Regions from separate parts of the Hordeum vulgare genome. Here region 1 is linked to region 2. The links are chromatin contacts, called in public Hi-C maps. All regions are on one chromosome and are shown on one strand. The core of a region is the stretch at or near the end of the contact, and the rest is flanking DNA. Distances in the headings are between cores, read along the strand shown.

Region 1 (6,804 bases), core at 3,132-5,631, 280 kb after region 2:
CCGTGTTTCTTAACGCTTCCTGTTGTGCGATCTACAAGGGTACGTAGATCCAAATCTCCTCTTGTAGATGGACATCACCATGATAGGTCTTCGTGTGCGTAGGAAAATTTTAGTTTCCCGTGCAACGTTCCCCAACAAAGATGTGAAGTCTCCATCTTAAAGCAACAAGTATAATCACACCTCAACCATAAATTCCAAGCATACCGACGCAACATTTTAATTTGATCCCATACGTGTTTCCCTTTTTGAGTCAAGCGATAATCCCTAAAGTACTCATCTTGATCCAATCTATCTCCCATTATCAAGTTGAATGAGTTTCACATAACCAGCATCGAGGGTTTTACGAGGTTCCCCATCTCCATGAGTAGCAAGTACAACTAATTTTTTTGGTGTTTCGTGTTCTATATCCATAACTAAAAATATAAAACAACTAATAACAGAAAATAAAATTACTTAGTGATAAAGCAAACAAGCACGCACGAGAATATCAACCACTACGCTATTGTTCCCCGGCAAAGGAGCCAGAAAAAGGTCTTGATAACCCACAAGTGTAGGGGGTCATTTGTTGCATTTTTGGATAAGTAAGAGTGTCGAACCCAATGAGGAGATAAAGGTATAATTAATATTCTCCCAAATTCTATCGACCACCGATACAACTCTACGCACGCTAACGCTTAGTTTAACTAGAACAAGTACGAAACTACTTCGCGGGAAAGAAACTAGAAGTACTTAGTAGGTGTAATAGATAGTTTTTCAAGCTAATAAACAACAAGTAAATAAAAGTTAGGGTCTGTTTAGATAGAGATTAATAAGTAAGTTGTTTAGTGAAAAGTTTTTTGTAATGCAAGATTAAGATTTCCCATAGGCAATTGAAAATAACATGATAAATACTTATCATATGCAATGAGGGAGAGGCATACGCTAACATACTTTTCGCACTTGGATCATATGCACTTATGATTGGACCTCTAGCAAGCATCCATAACTACTATAAATGATTAAGGTAAACCCAACCATTGCATTAAACATCAAATCCTCTTTACTCCCACACCACGCAACTCGTTTACTCGGGTGTAAGCTTCTATCACTCTAGACACCCACTATAAGCGAATCATGAACATATTGCAAACCCTCCTACGTGTGAAGGCATCTTAGGACAACACCATATCAACACACAGCTGATGTCAATTACATCATATCACAATTAACCCGTAGGACAAAAGAAATCTACTCAAACATCATAGGATAGCCATACATCATTGGATAATAATATATAGCATTAAGAACCATGTTCGAGTAAATCTTACACCGGAGAAGAGAGGTTTTACACCGCTGCATGGAGGAGGAGAGAGTTGGTGGTGATAGTAGCGAACTTGTTGGTGTAGATCGCCGTCACGGTGGTTGCCTCGGCGGCGCTCCGACGCCACAAGGAGAGAGGGGGGATAGCACCCCTCCTTCTTCTTCTTCCTTGGCCTCTTCCCTAGGTGGGAGGATGGTTTGTTCTCTGGTCCATGGCCTCCATGGCACCCGGAGGACAGCAGCCCCTACGGGATTGGATCTCCCTCTCTTTGTTTCTCTCTTATTTTCGTGACCTCTTTTATCTCCCTTCACCGTTCCTTCAATATCCGGAGATTCATAACTCCGATTGGGCTGAAATTTTGGGGGCATTTTTATCGCAATATTATCTTTCTTATGACCAAAGGAGAGATCCAACCGACTTAAGGGGTTGGCACAAGCCATCGGGGCACCACCCACCCCCCCCCCCTCCGGGGTCGCGCCCTGTTGGCTTGTGCTTCCCTCGGGCACTGTGTTGGTTGATTCCGACTCCCAAAATTTACATATATTCCAAAAACAATCTCCGTCAATTTTTATCGCGTTTGGAGTCCGTTTGATATGGAATTTCTGCGAAACAAAAAACAAACAAAAAACAGAAAGTGGCATGCGGCATTGGGTCACTAGGTTAGTGCTAAAAAAATATAAATTGATTAATAAATACTCAAAAGTATCCTAGAATGGTAATATAATACCACGGAACAATAAAACATTATAGATACGTTGAAGACGTATCTGACCCCGATCGGCTTGGATCTGTGTCGGGTCTGCAATTTGGCGGATGCGGTCGTCGTCCTCGGGGCTCTACCGGGCGGATTTGGTGGCTAGGCGTGTTTTCGAGGGAAACCCTAGGCCGACACGACGATCACTCCAAAGGTGACGTCTTCCGACGCCGTTTTTCTTCCTTGAGGCTTTGGAGTGGATTCCCTCCCTCCCACCCTCTCGAGCACAGGTGAAAGGCTGCCTTCCCCTGCTTGGACAATGACGACACACGGTGTCGTGCTTCTTCCTGAAGGCGTCATCCGGAGATTGCTCTTGCGTTGGTGAAGTTGGTGGTGGTGGGTGACGGTGTCTCCTAGCCCAGCACCCGTGGTACCCTTCTTGGTGGGAGTCCCGGACACCGATGATTCCTATCCATGACCGGTGCAAGGCTTGGTCCTTCTTCGGCCTACTCTGTGGTCTTCCGCCTTCGATCGACAAGTCTCAGCGTCGCCCTGCCTTGCCGTTGTCGATGTTCGTCTTCTATTGGTCGGTCTTCGTTGCGTGTGGGTCTGTTGTTGCTGTCTTTGATGGCAGCTTGGCCTCCTCTTGGTTTGGGTTTTATGGAACCTCTAGTTATTTGCAGGTAGGAATTGCGGAACACTATGAAACATCTTAGTCTTTCACCTATCGAGCCTAGGTGAAAGGGTAGCTCTGCGGAATAACAGAATCACGTGGCCTGGGGTACGTAGTAGCGCCATGCATGCATCGACGTCACAGGGGCAGACGAGGATGAGACCGGTGCAGTGAGCGGTAAAGTGGCTGTAGATAGATTGACGTGGGGCGGTAGGGGCAGCCCGCAGAAGCGATAAAGACGTGACGAGAAGGCTGCGTCGGCACGGACGACCACCTCGACAGGCCGATGGGATCCCGCGATCGCACGCCGAAATCCTTGGCGCCCAGCGCAGGTGGCGCCCGCGCTCGCGCCCAGAGCTTTTCGCCCCGCCGGTGCGCCCTCCCACGAGTGCAGGGGGCCGCCGGCCGTTGGTTCCCCGAACCGATCCCCACACGCAGCGGCCCTAGCGGGGAGGTGCGTGTCTCCGGCCACACGGCGGCAGGCAGGCGCACGCGTTCCTAATCCTTGCCCCTCCGCGCCCACCTGACTGGGGCCTTGAGCGCGCGGCCCGATCGCTCCGCGTTTCATCCTCGCGCCCTGCTCCGTATCCGGCAGCCCTGCCGGGCATCGGGTTTCCATCTGTTGCCGCTCGTGCGTCGGTACGCAGGATTAGCCGAGGTTTTTCTCCCGCTGCTCCTACCGGCTACCGCGCATTCTCAGCCATGCCGTCGATCTAAACTCTGCACCATATCCAACCCGACACAGTGGCGACGTCGGAACCGAGTAGTTGGGCGAGTTATGGAGAATCAGTTGGGGTATTTCGTCGTAGAAGAAACGCGCGCGGTAATCGTCCGTCGTGACGCCAATGGCGACCAAACAGGTGCATGTGGTGTCCCTGTTCCATCTTAACTGCAGATGCATCCACTTATCCGCACGACAATGCATGCATGGTACCTCTCTCAAGAAGCGCCTCTAATTGAGCCCAGTAGCCACGGACGACAATGCGTGGTGCGGCACTGCCTTGTATTCGTCTCATTCAATACGCTCAACTAAATATCATCTATTTCCGTTTCGATAATGAAATTGGACGGCTTCTTTGCTGCTCTTAAATTCTTCATAGTCCGAGCGGTCCGGTGCTTCTAGATGTAGGAAACCCGTGCCATTTTACGAGTGGTTCTTTTTCTTCTGATGTTATGTACAACTCAGTTCACCTGTGGTCTGTAATGACTGTACCTGATCGACATGGGGAGCTATTGATTGGCTCATGCTAGCTAGTAGTATACAGTATGCACCAGTCGAGTTGACCTTGCTTTTGACTACAGTAGTATCTGTACAGCACAGCGGGCGCTTGCAACTTGAGAATGATTTACTGATCCGACGGCTGTAGATGCATGTTGGTATGTTGCGACCGACGCGAATACATGGGAGCATGGTACGTGCCGCTACGTGGTATCGAGTGCATCAGTACTGACGCGTGACTTTGTAAGCTTTCGACAGTACGCGACTATGCACATCGAAATCACGTACCCATCGAGTCGCAATAATGCAGATGCTAGCTACTCCTACCTATAAGCAAAATTTGCGCGCGCTCCGGCACAAATGAGAACCTCTGACGACGGAGGGAGATGCCATGCCAGCTAATTTGGCTGGACGATGCCATGTGTTGGTGCTTGTGCTTATCAATTCAGAGGCCCCATGTGTCCGGGTAGATATGTTGCGGACATGATCCTGTGGGCTCTGGGTTGCAGTTGCGCTGGGGACACACACACATGCATGCAATACACGGTCAGGCTCACAGGCTAGCTAGGAGAAAACAAACTTGGGATTGGCTTTTGAAATGGGGCCCAAAAATGCCGCCCATGGATCAGCACCAGCTCTTTCTTGATGCTTCAACATTCAAGCCTATCCCGTTTCGAAAAGAAAAGAAGAAACTTTCAAGCCTATCCTCTAATCTGTACGTACGTGTTTATGCCCCGGAATTCAAATGTGTCATGATTGTCTCAGTTGTTCTTGGTCTTACTCTACGGAAATTATGTATGATTTCCTGCACAAGGAATCCTCTATTCTTAAATAGTTACAATCTATTACATATTGTTTTCTCTTCACGTAACTAATGTCACATCATTAATTTATGTATATGATCAAAAGATACAAATTATATACGTTTCAAAATATAAGACCTTTTAGAGATTTCACTAGGAGACTACATACGGAGCAAAATGAGTGAATGTACACTCTAAAATATGTCTATATACATTCGTATGTAGTTTATAGTGCAATCTTTAAAAGGTCTTATATTTTAGAACGGAGGGAGTACTACTCTATCCATGTAATCATGCCATTTCATGAATCATGCATGTTTAATTTCTTTATTTTTTACGGACACATACGGTTATGTTATACATTTTTGTAGCATGATTTATATGTCTCTACTCATAATTGCCCAATTGGTAAGTCGTCTCGCCTTGTACCCCATCCCATCAATCGATCTCACCTCCTCCTTTGATTTGTTTCATCGTCGAAGAAAGACGTTGCGAGGCCCCCGCCCACCTGTCACCTCCACCCACCGGTTTTTTCACTTAAAGCCCATTGGTCATCTGGTTCTTCTTTCTCTAACAGAAAAAAGGCTGGCCTAATAATCTATCCCCTCCCACATGCGATGCGAGCCTTCCCCCATGCATCGTGCAGCTGCCAGCCTCCCCCGTGCACCTCCCTGCCCCCGCTCGCCTCCATGCATCCGTGTAGCGACCCGACTCAAGACGAGTCAAGCCTTTGGTGTTTCCGTACCATCCCAAGATCATGCTGGTACATACTCAGTACATCAATATATATATCAAGAATTCAATCACACAGCTTTATTAATCGAAATCTCATATCGAGTACTTTATTACAATAATGGATTACAATAAAGTGGCTGAAGGCCATCTCATGAGATATCTAACGAAGACTAGCAGAAGCATCAGGTAGACGAGTCCATCCGACTCCAGGGCATGTCACTGAGCGTAGATCGTAGCCTCACTCCTGGTCGAAAAAATACTCTGTAACATGATACGTTGCAGCCGTGTAGGTCAGCATATGGAATATGCCGGCAAGTCATCAAAGAGAGAGGGTAAAATAATAATCAACTATCTCTACATGCATATTTGGCAGGTGGGGCTATAAGTTTTGCATCAAGCCAATTTTCTCCTACAACAAGAGGGGCTGAAAGCAAAATATTACTACAATGTTTGTTGTTAACGAGATGGTTCCGCCAACCAATTCTCGTACCCGAGTTGTTGTTAATACCCACATCATTATTAAGTTGTGTCGAGAGTTCAGGGGAATTTCAATGCCTTCGGCTCAAGTTGTCCATGACCGCGGACACGGCTAATCGATTAGGTTGGGCACTCTGCAGAGTTTTGCACACGTTCCCCACAAGATTTGATCGCCTCCGGGTATGTCCTCGCACTTCAGGGTGTTTGAAGACCGGATGATCAAAACATGGTCTTTCAACGGGTCCCTCTGAATCCCTGTCGGTGCCCATCCATTCCTACCGTTCTTCTACATCTGCTAGCACCGCCTGTCCAGAGTCGCCACGTTGTCCAACGAAGCCAGAGCCCATAATGACGTGTGGCTGTGCAGGTAAGCCTTGGGTCTTGAAGCCTCCGTCCGTCTCTTCGAGCCTGGATGAAGCTTTCCGCAAGATGTCATGGCACGTCTCCAGCATCCCGGGTCATCCACTGGTTTCTCCAGGGAGCCGATCAACCGTCCTTCACCCAGAGTTGCATTGCATCATGAGGTCTTGAAAAGTCTTGACTTAATCGGTCTTGGTTATTAAATTATTCTCGCATCACTCGTGTTATGGACTCAACCAAAATCCCGTCTACTCAAGCATAGCAATATGAAATTTGTCGTCCCGGGGCCAAGTATCGGGGTTGTTGTGTGCCTACCACATGATACTACAACCTATACTAAAATTTCCAAGTAGTTAAGCAGCATGCAATTGGGCAAAGAAAGGTGAAACTACCATGCATCGAAAAACATAGAAGATAGTATGATCAAAATGACTTGCCTTGATGATAGTTGTCTTGATCGAGCGCTTCTAAGTAACAAGCTTCGCACTCCGGGTGATCTACCGATACAAACAAATACACATCTTAAGCACTACAATCAAACAA
Region 2 (6,361 bases), core at 1,760-4,259:
CTACGCTCAGTAGCAGCTGGCCACCCCCCTCGTCTCCATACGTACTGTAGTTTTCAAGATATTTTCTACGTATAGTCCTACTGGCAGATCACGGTTGACTGACGACGTACGCTAACTCTCTCAATATGTACTGTCTAGTTGTTCTTGCCCCCCTCGCTCGCTCGTATTTTGTGCCAAACTGAACTCAGACTCGCGGAATATATATATATATAAGTTGCCTGCCATAGAAATCATGTTGTTCATCTGTATCCGAAACAAGTTTTTAACACTAGTACTGTTTTTTGTGGTACAAAAAATACCTTTTGTAAACTAATATAATATGTTTGAATCACTACAGTAATGATCTAACACACTTTAGTGATTTGTAAAACGTCTTATTTATTAGTTTAGAGAGGGGGTATTTCTCTAGTTAAACATTAAGTCAAATTTTGATAAAAATACATACGAGGGAGACTAATATAAACCCGAACGGAGTAAGCACCGTCAAAGCAATTTTTTTTGGGTGGATCAAGCATGATCATAAGTTGGATAACCATTGGGAAAAGCAGAAGGACGTTGGCGGATCAATAACCCTAGCTAGCTAGCTAGTTGATCAAGAATGAAGGAACAAGTCGATAAAGGAACACAAGCATCATGCAAAATGGAATTAATGGCCCTGCATGGTGTAGAAGAACTTGAAAGCTAGCTACAACTAACAAATAAGCTTGGTGGGAAACAAAAATAATGAACCATCGATCGATCACGGCAGGTGACGAATGCCATTGCCTGATGAAAATCTCTTCCGCTCGCATTTGATCAAACCCTAAAGCTAAAAGAAGAAAAAAATAAACAATCTCTCCGCTGCTGCTGCTGGATGGATGATGTGTTTCCCTCCTCTTCTCCAATGGCACACCTCGCTCTTCCACTCACAAGCACAAGCGTACGTACGTGGGCGCACGTACGTAGGTATGATGGTGATCTAAATGCCATGGGATCACAGCCGAGAGTGTAATCCTTGCGAGTTGTCTAATGTCTCTAGGAGTAGAGGAAGGAAACCACAAAAGGAAAAAGAAATCAACGACAAAGAACAGATCAAAGGCACACCAGAGCTACCAATGCATGCGATGCGATGCGATCCTCGGAGACCCTCCCGGCCGGCCTAGGACTCGCTGGTGCTCATGCTCTCATGCCGCTCGCCGCCGCCGCCGCCACCTCCGTGTTGCTGCTGGCTAGACGACCCTCCTCCACCGCCGCCTCCTTGGCCCGGCGCTGTGTCCGCGGCCTGTGTCCGGTACGCGTTCAACGCGGCGAGGATGCCCATGTGCCCCTCGCTCCCGCCTGCGCCACCGCCGCTGCCTCCCACTGGGCCGAGCCCCAGCTGCTGCCCTGGGAGCAGCGCCATCGGTGCAGGGAAGTTCATGAAATGTAGCCCGCTCGGCACGCTCCCACGATACACGGCAGCCGAGGCGCCGACGCTGCCCACCTGGGGGAAGGTCCAGATCGACTCACCACTTCCTCCTGCACCGCCGCCGGAAGGCGCCCCGCCGCCCTGCGTGTTGTTGCTTGGCACCATCCAGACGGTGCCCGGCATTTGGCTCTGCGTGTACCCCGCCATCTGCTGCTGGTACTGTTGTTGCTGTTGCTGCTGCTGATGTTGTTGCTGTTGTTGTTGCTGCTGCTGCATTTCTTGCTCCCATCGACGCTTCCTCGAAAGGTCAGCGGCTGCGGCAGCGGCAGCGGCGGACGGCGAGGGCTGCACGTCAAGACCAACGCTGCCCGAGTGGAAGTTGAGCAACAGCGGCGACGGCGTCGACGATGAGGAGGCGGGGCCTTCGGGTGGGAACCCGAGCCCGACAACCCGGTCCCACGCGTCGGCGCGGGAGCCGAACCTTATGCCAGGGCTGGGCAAGGCTCCGCGGAGGTGCGCCGGGATGGAGAGCGAGGAGCCGGACGAGCGGAGGGAGATGTTGAGGGAGGTGAAGTTGGCCGGGATGGTGCCGGTGCCGGTGGCCGCGATCACCGCCGGCTCCGCCTGCTGCAGCAGCCACTCGATGGTCTCGCCGTCCGTCTTGTGCCCCAGCTCCCTGGTCAGCTGGAACACCCTCGCCGCGCACAGCGCCGGCATCCGGATGCGCCGTCCCCGGCCTTCCACTTTCGTGTGCCGGTCCTTGGTCGACGTCCGCTTGGGCACCGCCTTCCGCACCTGCATCTCCCCTCCGGCGGCACCGCCAGCGGCTGCTCCATTCCCGCCGCCCGCCGAGGCGCCCCCCGCAGCCGAGCTGGAGCACGGTTGGTCCTCCTTCTTCTCGAGGAGCTGCAAGGGGAAGTTGGGCCGACGGCCGCCTCCGGCGTCTCCGGCGATGTCCATGGTCAATTAGGCCATGCTATATACACATACACACATAGCTATCTCTGCGTGTATACGCTTTGGCCGGGTAAATGGGAGGTTGTTTGCAGGAGAGGGGAACGGATTTGATGTCGCCGACCGCTTCTTGTGGGTCTAGCTCGAGATTGGTTAGGTGTGATGGAGACGATGGTAGAGAGAGTCCAAGAGCTAAGCTATGAGGTTAAAGATTATAGGTTGGAAAGGAATCCTTCCTCATACGATACGATGAGAGAGAGAGAGAGAGAGAGGGGCAGAGGGCTGTGCGCGTGTGGGAGATCACACACACTATTTTATGGCGTTTTGGTGAGGTTCATCTGTGATCTGGGAGAGAAGGGAGAAGCATGAGCAGATGGCCCTAGCTAGAAGCTAGGAGAAGGAGAGAGAGAGAGAGAGACAGAGAGGGGGAGGAAGAAGATGGTGTACTTTGTAGGGCTTGGAGGAGAGAGATGGATGAATTAAATGGTTTCTTGATGTAGAGAGAGAGAGAAGCTTTTGTGTGTGTGTGTGAGAGAGAGACTGTAGTAGCGTACATGGAGAGGGGAGGAGGATAAGGCCGGCGGAGGAGAATTATTAGGTTCACCTAGCCAAGCCATGGCCATGGCGTGGCTCTCTCCCTCCGTGCTAGCTAGCTAGCTAATCCATGCACAGTGTGGATCAGTACTGTGGCAGAGCGTAACGTGATATGTTCTCCCGATGCTAACCAACGAATATCCCATTTAATCAGCAATACCACAACACTATTGCTAGCTACCGCCCTCTCTCCCCCTCTCTCTCTCTATAGAAGCGCCATACCTACGTGCCACGGATTAACCCGATCGAACACAAGGCCATAGGCTACGTGGTGTGATGGAAAGCAACGGTTCCTTTGTGGATTGGCTGCTTTTGAGAGGGAGAACCCTATCTGTTTTTTTTTCTTCTCTCCCTTCTTCTTCTTCTTCTGCCTTTTGCTGTTTGAAATGTGTTTCTTTTTTTCTCTGCTGTGCTAGCTGCTCTCGCTTTGTTTTTTCGTTTTTCTAAAAGGAAAAATCTTTAGACTGTGGCGAGGCAGTCACTTGGCTCAGGCTCCACGTGCGCTGTTCTTTATCATTCAATCCCCGGCCCGAAGACTGCCACCGCCCACTGCCCTCTGCAAGTCAAAAATACACAAGGAAAAATGTATGGCAAAGGGAATTCCTTTTTTTTCCCCTGGCCATCAAAGGCTCTTCGTTCCAACTTCCAACTAGCCTCAATGCATGTCTGGAGCATTTATTTATTGGTACTATTTATTTTAGCATGCTTCAGTTTCTTGTTTTGTGCTAGTACCATTTTTCAGGCCGTAGCACTCAAATCATGTAGCACCTATTTTTGATAAAGGGAAAAGCGGTCATGCAGGACAGGAGCATAACTTATATCTGGGTTGATGCATCCTTCATTATTTTCGTACTTGAAAATAAAGATTATATCGGTGAATTATGAGAAGAACAGCAAAGAAACAGGTGATAAAGTAGGGCCAGCTCAACCAGTAATCATTCCATCGCCCCTTTCCTATTAGGCTTTGCCCCCCTCCTTTGTTTGCCAGCCTTGGTGCCCTAATTTCTTGTGCTATGGACCTGGTGCACGCTGCACACGAAGCAAGTATCCAACATAGACTCCTCTTCCACTCGTATACTTGGACTAGGACTACTGCAAATGGCAAAGAGAAAGGGGCTCATTGTCTTTACACCCTGCAAAAGCTTTGGCTCTGAGTTTCGTGCAACTGTATATAGAATCTGGATCTCGAAAGAACAATTAACTAAGCTTTCATGACCAGCGTTGTGGCAGGTGTAGAATTATTAAACATCAATTCAATAATAATACTTGTTCTGTATCTAAATAATTACCTTCTTTGTATCTAAATAATTATAGTTGAGGATAACTAGACTAGTTTTCTTCAACTACAATTATTTATATACAGAGAAAATACAATGTAGTTCAGGATGTAGCAGCTGAGAGTCAAATGGTCAAATCTTGTGTTTCTATATTTAAACGAGCGCAAAATATAATAAGTGACCTATAGAAGAGGGGGGGGGGGGTTACTAATTATAATAGTGTTTTTTTATCTATTTACTTCTTGTTCCTTTTTGAAAAAAATATTTCTTGTTGATTAGGGCGGATTCAGGCATCTCTCAGATCAAGCTCCAGAAAAAAGTATATGTCATTCAATTAATGCAATATACTCCCTTCGTTCATAAATTAAGTCTTTTTAAATATTTTACTATAAACCATGTACGAAGCAACATGAATGAATTTACACTTTGAAGTACTCGCACGGACAGAAGCGCGGCCATGACGTCGTAAGCCCCGTCGTGCCTCCCCAGGAGGCGGTGCTGCGCAGAGACTACTACAACCTCTCTGATGACCACTCCCGCGACGATGATTCCGACGACGACGGATGACCGGTTAGACCCTCTATATTTGTAACTATATCATAGGGTATGTCTGATTAGTACATCCATACGTAGTCTATAATAATGTCTTTAAAACATATACTTTTTTTATACCTAAATAATTATAGTTAGGAAGAACTATACTAGTTCTTTTTAACTATAATTATTTAGGTACTAAAAAAGTATTATGAAATGGAGGGAGTACTTACCACTTTCAGAATATTTTTACCAGTTCTCTCGTGGACCCATAATAGTTCCAAAAGCATTTCCAAAACCCCATCTTTTTCATCCGACCATTCTCTGGTGTGGACCTAATTCACCTCTCTGACTCCCTTACTGTCAACAATGCATGTTTGCCACAACAATATAATATCACAAGATGTACGGTGGATGTTTGGCAGAGATGTAGCCATTGGTAGATAGAAATTCACCAGCCTCTCTGCATTGACCAGTCCCTCCATCCCTCCCTCGCCCACTCTCCCTCCTTTTTCTAGCCCACTTTGAATCATCAATAAGTTCCAAATATGTCCAGCTGCCTATTCTGTTATTACAACTTACAAGCACATACCCGCTCCCCAGAAGTTCTCTCTCCGTTTACTTTGTTGACTGTTCTTCTTACCATGTTTTTGCTGTGGTGTGGTTGTGTGCATCCTCCGTACAAATTATACAGAAATGACCGGCTGGGTTTGGCCATCAGCTGAATTATACTCCCTCCATAAACTAATATAAAAACTTTTAGATTACTACTTTAGTTATTTAAACGTTTTTATATTAGTTTACGGAGGGAGTAACAAAGAAGGGCAAAACAAAATAATGTGTACAATGCACAAACATGTTCTCTCCTATTCACAAATATAAGATGTTTTAGATATTTTAACACGGACTATATACGGGCTGAAATAAGTGAATAAATACACTACAACATGTCTATACATCCAACTCAGAAAAAAAAATCTAGACTATTTTTTTACATCGTGGCGACGGGCTTACGCCGACCTGAACAATATATTAATGAAACTGTAACCATTACAATCATAGAAGAGAGGGATAGAACGAGGTGGGGGGCAGAGTGGAGAGAGCTAGAGGCGACAGAGATGCAATTTAGTCTACATTCTCTCACCTAGATGGAACAACATTGTACTCCAGTCTCCTAAAAGTGATTGCTTCGAAACATTAATCCACCTATTAGACCAAAGCATTAGTTCATCAGCACATGCGCGAAGTAGTGTATGAAGATCATGATGCTCATTCGGAATACTTTGGCGTTGCACCGCTTCCAAATGTTCCACAGTAGCACGATGATGACTGTTTATCTTGTTTTGTTTGACCCAACATCACCCCAAACAGTGCTTAGAGAGCTCCGGGTCACATCACATAAGCTGTTCAGCTCAACACATATCGGAGTGATCTGGATGCAAAAGAAGAGCATGTGGTTTGTTGATTCGACCGATGAGCAAAAGGTGCAACACCCCCTTCTAAAACGGAGCCCGTCTGTATATACTCCTTTCAATTTTAAATATAAGCCTTTTTAAACATTTCAACAGAGGACTATATACGAAACAAAATGAGCGAATCTACACTCTAATAACCA

Evidence for each region. Hi-C and Micro-C count contacts between places; a contact is called where the count stands out from the background.
Region 1: a contact with region 2 is called in a Hi-C map of seedling, with 4 times the contacts expected there. The contact joins the enhancer-like site here to the promoter of LOC123401786 in region 2. A contact is called at or near these places in 2 of 6 Hi-C or Micro-C datasets (leaf and seedling) and 1 of 1 datasets of contacts at active chromatin or transcription factors (embryo).

What each region holds. Positions count from the first base shown.
Region 1 is chr6H:505,200,775-505,207,578 of MorexV3_pseudomolecules_assembly, forward strand. No RefSeq gene overlaps it. Among protein-coding and RNA genes, the nearest start is that of LOC123406208, 210 kb to the right of the region's middle. Within about 2 kb of position 4,382, at least 3 of the 3 cell types and tissues checked have open chromatin away from gene starts, as enhancers often do. A contact at or near this core is called in leaf and seedling, where this site is marked.
Region 2 is chr6H:504,922,096-504,928,456 of MorexV3_pseudomolecules_assembly, forward strand. LOC123401786 (transcription factor TCP14-like) reads right to left here and starts at 3,010. Exons shown (of 1, transcript XM_045095637.1): 1 at 616-3,010. The coding sequence starts at 2,347. The coding sequence ends at 1,139.